Regions from separate parts of the Mus musculus genome. Here region 1 is linked to region 2. The links are chromatin contacts, called in public Hi-C maps. All regions are on one chromosome and are shown on one strand. The core of a region is the stretch at or near the end of the contact, and the rest is flanking DNA. Distances in the headings are between cores, read along the strand shown. Region 1 holds the start of A330070K13Rik (RIKEN cDNA A330070K13 gene). Region 2 overlaps Tyw1 (tRNA-yW synthesizing protein 1 homolog (S. cerevisiae)).

What was found. Hi-C and Micro-C count contacts between places; a contact is called where the count stands out from the background.
Region 1: a Hi-C map of cerebral cortex shows a contact between it and region 2, with 1.9 times the contacts expected there. The contact joins the promoter of A330070K13Rik here to the enhancer-like site in region 2. A contact is called at or near these places in 2 of 39 promoter capture datasets (hippocampal neurons and liver), 4 of 484 Hi-C or Micro-C datasets (the HL-1 cell line, cerebral cortex, nephron progenitors and 1 more) and 1 of 9 other capture datasets (pancreatic islet).

Annotation. Positions count from the first base shown.
Region 1 is chr5:130,383,352-130,386,051 of GRCm38.p6, forward strand. It overlaps A330070K13Rik (RIKEN cDNA A330070K13 gene), which reads right to left and starts at 1,280. Exons shown (of 3, transcript NM_198665.2): 1 at 1,066-1,280. The coding sequence starts at 1,165. It also overlaps a transcript of Caln1 not described here.
Region 2 is chr5:130,289,599-130,292,298 of GRCm38.p6, forward strand. The region is part of intron 11 of Tyw1 (tRNA-yW synthesizing protein 1 homolog (S. cerevisiae)); the gene reads left to right. Among named protein-coding and RNA genes, the nearest start is that of Tyw1, 34 kb to the left of the region's middle. Within about 2 kb of position 1,378, at least 13 of the 459 cell types and tissues checked have an H3K27ac peak or open chromatin away from gene starts, as enhancers often do. A contact at or near this core is called in cerebral cortex and hippocampal neurons, where this site is marked.

The sequences.
Region 1 (2,700 bases), core at 30-2,529, 94 kb after region 2:
TGGAGTGGCCACGGAGAAGACTACAGAGAGGCCAGTGGCTGCCTTAGCAGGAGCAGGGGAAAAGGTTTCATGTCAAAGGGTCTCCGCTGTGATAATCTCAACCATTATGTAGTTCCCGGAGCTGGAAAGGTGGTTTGGCAGCTAATTGTGCGTTCTGCTCTTCTGGAAGTCCCAGCACCCACCTTGGGAAGAACTCACAACCTCCTGGAACTCTAGCTCCAAGGGCTCCAGCGCCTTCGTCCAGCCTTTGCAGGCACTGTGCACACTTGCACTCATGCATGTGCGTGTGCATGCACATACACAGACAGTCACATAAAGTAAAAATAAAACCCATCTTTTTTTTTTTTTTTAAGTTAAGATGGTTTTCAACAAGGTCTGTGGTCTTTCAGAAGCAGCAAGGACTCAGGAACGCAGCAAAAATTTTACACAACGTGTTCCTTCTCTGTGGACATCTAACTCCTGGCTACTCTCTTGACCATGCCTGATGTCACAGATTTTCTTGGTCACATTACTATAGGTGTAGAGGACATAAGCCTGGTATTGGAAGGTGGTGGGGAGGCACGTTTTGTATGCAAGAGGTTGTGAGTGTATACTCAAGTAGGCACGTTATGTATATGAGTGTGTGTGTGTGTGTGTGTGTGTGTGTGTGTGTGTGTGTATGTGTGTGTGTATGTGTGTGATTAGACCTGCATGTGTACACAGGCACATCTACATGGACTGGTGTGTATACACATAGATATCTATCTTTTTTGGATAGATATTATCTTTAACAGATGAGCCTTCTTTCTAGCCACGTATAAGTGTCTGTGCACAGGTGTGTGTGTGTGTGTGTACATGGACATGCAAGTGTGTGCAAGGGCAGGCTTGTATATGAATGTGCACATTCTACAGTGACCATGCTCAAGCAACCCTCTCAGAACAGAAACTCCCTCCCACTCTCCCTGACCAGCGTCCTGTCCAGGCTCATGTGGGGACAGGGTGCCCTTGATGCTACCTGCCTGCCCCCCTCTAGTGCAGCCCTTCTCCCTGGCCAAAGAGGACAGCAGGCAGGACGTTGGTACTCACTGGCGTGGGCTGTGCTTGGTACCGTGGTCCAGTTTCCCAACCTCAGATCCCAAGAGACCCTGCACAAACAGAGCCCCATTTCCTGTCCTCCTGGCTCCATCTCCTCACTGGAACTAGCAATCTGCAGGAAGCTTTTCCAGCAGCCGAGCGCAGCAGCCAGGAGCAGCCACAGCAGCAGCCCGAGCGAGTGGCAGCAGCAGCAGGCAGCAGCACCCTTCAAATTGGGTCTCTAGCCCTTTAAATCTGCTCAGTTACCAAAAAAGAAGAGGCATCAGACCCTGTTAATTAAAGCTCGCCCTGGCCCATCAGGCTGAGGAGCTGCAGTGCTCTGTTCCTTCAGATGGCTTAGCGACTCTCCCCCAACTCCACAGCCATGGATTTTGGAGCACTTCTCCCGAGATCAGCAGGAGGTATGGTCCTTGCCGCTGCTGGCTCCTGTGGCTCTAAATCAATAAGACACTAACTGCATGGACGCTGCCTGGCCCCCTGGCTTCCCTCTTTCCCTCTTCTTCCTCTCCGGTCCCCTCCCCAGCTCAGGAGCTAGTTGAGACAAATCAAGTCTTGATTCCCTGGGCTTTGGAGGGAAGGAAGGGGAGGGGAAGGGGTGCTCTGGAGGGTGGTCCTCATTTGTTGGTTTTGGCCCTGGCTGGCTTCACCTAGCTGCTCAGGTGGTCTGCAGAAGCGGGGAAAACATCTTTAGCTCTGCTCTGGCTTGTGCAAAAGCATTTTCTCCCGGCTGGGTCCCTTGACCCTTGGTGATCATGAAAAAGGATGTCACCCTGACTCAGTTTGCTTTTCTGAAAGAAACCCATGACCTGCCACTCAGATGGAAGATGGCTGTGCAGCCCATACAACTTTTGCTCCAGAAATCCTCCCAGAGGTGCCTCATGTCAACACCTGTCCCCATACCCTAGACTCTGAATAGTGCCAGGTTTTTGTTTGTTTGTTTGTTTTTGTTTTTGTTTTTTTAAAAAAGCTTGCTGTCTGTTCTCAAAGATCCCTCACCCCTTCCCTGCTGCCTTTTGAGGAAACTCACTTCTAGCCCAGTCTGAGGCTCTCTTCTAAAGACTTGTTTTTGATTTAGGAATCTGCTGTAGCCTGGCAGAGAGAAAGAGTGAGGGAGAGCGAGGGAGAAGGGAGATTTATTTTCTTTTCACATTGCACTTGTAAATTGTACACAGGCCCAGAGCACACATCCATCTACACACTCTACATTGATTTGTTTCCGCCCCCACAGCCTCCTTCTGGGGTGAGCCTCTCCTCTCAGCCTAGACCCAAGTCAGTCAGCTTCCATCTCTCCAGAGATGACCCTGACAGCCAGCTTCCTGAAGATGGTTGCTTCTTTATTCTGAATGCCGGGTCCCTGGGTCCACTTGGCCTTGGGACAGGGATTCCCCTGGATGTCAGCCTCTGTCAGGGAGATGCATCTAGGAAGAAAACCACCTTTGCTGATTTCTCCCAGTGACTTCTTTTTAAACCCGCTGGGTGAGGAGCGTCACCTGTAAAGCATAAGGACAGAGGTGAGCTGCAACCCAGTTAATGTCTGTGGGGAGCCCCCCTCCCCCAATTCTGAGCTGCTACCCAGTTATGTCCAGTGGGAGCCCCCCCCCCCCCACCCGCCAGTTGTTGGCACCA
Region 2 (2,700 bases), core at 128-2,627:
GTTTGGAAGAAAGCATTTCCTGGTGATAATTAGCTCATTGCTGTGCGTACAAGAGAGCTGCAGAAGTGCGATATGGGAACTTAGTAAAGTGCAGGTGACGTCGTCTATAAAGACGGAGTCTGTAGATTAGCTGAGGAACCAGGCTCATGAGATGGGTCTGGGGAGGAGCCAGTGTGGCCACAAGGTGACACAGAGGTCACCAGGCTATTAACCACATCTGTTCCCAACCTTCTGGGAGGAAAACAGGTTAACAATGACCCCCTTTGAAGAGACAGCTGTGTGTTTAACCTTCCTGGTTGTTCCCGTGCTTATCTATGAACACAGGGACCTCCATGCCTCTTGCACCACTGTGCATCTCCCTGTGTCCCTTTTAGCTTGTATGTTTCCACTAGGTGGAAGAATTAAGAATGCCAGCCAAAGGCCGGGCAGTGGTGGCACACGCCTTAAATCCCAGCACTTGGGAGGCAGAGGCAGGCGGATTTCTGAGTTCAAGGCCAGCCTGGTCTACAGAGTGAGTCCCAGGACAGCCAGGGCTACACAGAGAAACCCTGTCTCAAAAAACCAAAAAAAAAAAAAAAAAAAAAAAAAAGAATGCCAGCCAAAGCTTAGCACCTGGTGTGAGGTGCACTGAGTTTGTAAGTTTCTCCTGGAGACGTCTAGCCGTCATTCCTAAACGCTTTTACTGTTGCTTCTTGGAAAGCATGAGGTGGCTTTGTGAACGGACCTGAGGCTTCGGTCTGTAGAGAGATGGGCTCAGCAGTTTAGAGTGTGCTACTAAAGTTCTATTCCTAGCCCTCACTTCAGGTGGCTTACAACCCCATCTCCACAGCTCTGGGGATCTGCGCCCTCTTCTGGCCTCTGCAGGCACTACACTCATGTGCACATACCCCTTCTCTCCCAGACACACACCATACTCATAATTAAAGATATAAGTAAGGTAGATGTGGGGGCTCAAACCTTAAATCCCAGCACTCAGGAGGCAGAGGCAGGTGGATCTCTGAATTTAAAGGCCAGGCTGGTCTACATAGGGAGTCCTTGCCTAAAAAATCAAAATGGTAATATGTATGTAGGTATATGTGTGTGTGTGTGTGTGTGTGTGTGTGTGTATGTATGTATGTATGTATGAGCAAACCAAACCAAAAATCAAGTGGTTAGTGAGGTGGAGTTGCCTCCTTAGTAACCATTTATAAAAGGTTTTATGAATGACTGCCCCATGAGAAGTGCGGTGCTCTTAATAAAATGCCTTCCCGTGGCCCACAGTGAGGCAGCAGAAACCCCGTCCTTCATTTTCGAGCTTTCCAGTTCAGTTCTGCCCAATGCTTACACGGATTTGGCTCCACTGGGAGCTCTGGCCCCAGACTTTACTGTGAGTCAGAACCATCTGCGGCTGCTCAGACACCAACTGCTGCTCCTTCCCGGAGAGGAAGTCTAGCGAGCCGAGGCCTGTGAATGTACAGTCCTTGTCTTTCCTCGTTCTGCTTGCTTTCTTTTCTTTTTCTTTTTTGAGATGAGGGTCTCGATGTGTAGCTCGGGCTGGCCTTGAACTGCTCCTCCTGCTTCAGCCTCCTGAGGCCTGGGGTGACAGGTGTGGGCCACCATGGCTGGCAAATGTGTGTTTCTCACAGGATTCCAGGAATCTGCACTGCTGACCTTGGGTGCACAACTGAAAGCCTGCTGTAGGCAGATGGCATGAGCTTGCGATATGATGGTTTTATGTAGTGACTTACTGTGCGCACTGCTGCATTGTCCTGCATGGTTGGAGCCCACTAAGAAGGTGGCTCTAGAAACCCCACCCCCTTCCCAAGGTTTCAGACGCAGCTCTTTCCTAAGGTCAATGATATCATGAAGTTAACTGGAGGCATCAGAATAGATTCATTGGTTGGGTGTCTGTGTGTACTGCCATCATCCCAGCAGGAGACTGGCAGAGGATGGTGAGCTTGAGACCCTGTTTTATAAAACTGAAAAAAGAGGTCACAGGGACAGAGAAAGAGATAAAGGGGGGCATCTATCAGTGTCATTTAGACATATAGAAGACTTCGGTATTTGTATGTTGTAACCGAAATGCTTAGAAACAGTTCTAGTTCTTCTTTGCCTCTTCTTCCCCTCCCTTCCCTTCCCTCGCCCCCCCCCCCCCCCCCGTCTTGTCCTTCTCCTCGTAAATTGCAAAGTACATGTATGTCCATCCATTCTTGAAGCCCCTTTCCTCTTAGCTGCTGCATCGGGCATCTCCACCCTGGCTTGCCTTTAGAGGGGCATCCTTTAACTTCAGTGACTGTCAGCCTGAGGGTGTGGTTAAAGCAGAGAGCGCTTGCCTGGCATGTTCGTGAAGCCCTGGGCTCTATCCCTAGACCACATAAACCAGGCATGGTGGTGCACCTTGTAATCCGAGCACTTGGGAAGGAGAAGGCAGTAGGATCAGGAGTTCTAGGTCATCCTTGGGTGCATAATAAATTCAAGGGCAGCCTGGGCTACATGTGTCTCCTTCTCAAACAAAACAAAATAAAACAAAACACCCCCCCCCCCAAATCAAAATCCACCAACCAACAAGGAAAAGAATGTCCTTTGTCCTCTAGAGTGCCTCCCCACCCTGCCAGGAAGGCACCATGCTTTCCATGGTATGACTCGCTCATCTCAGTACTCTACTTTTGAGGACCGGATGGACCATGGGTCTTGTTGCCCGTTGTCTCTGGTTTTCTAACA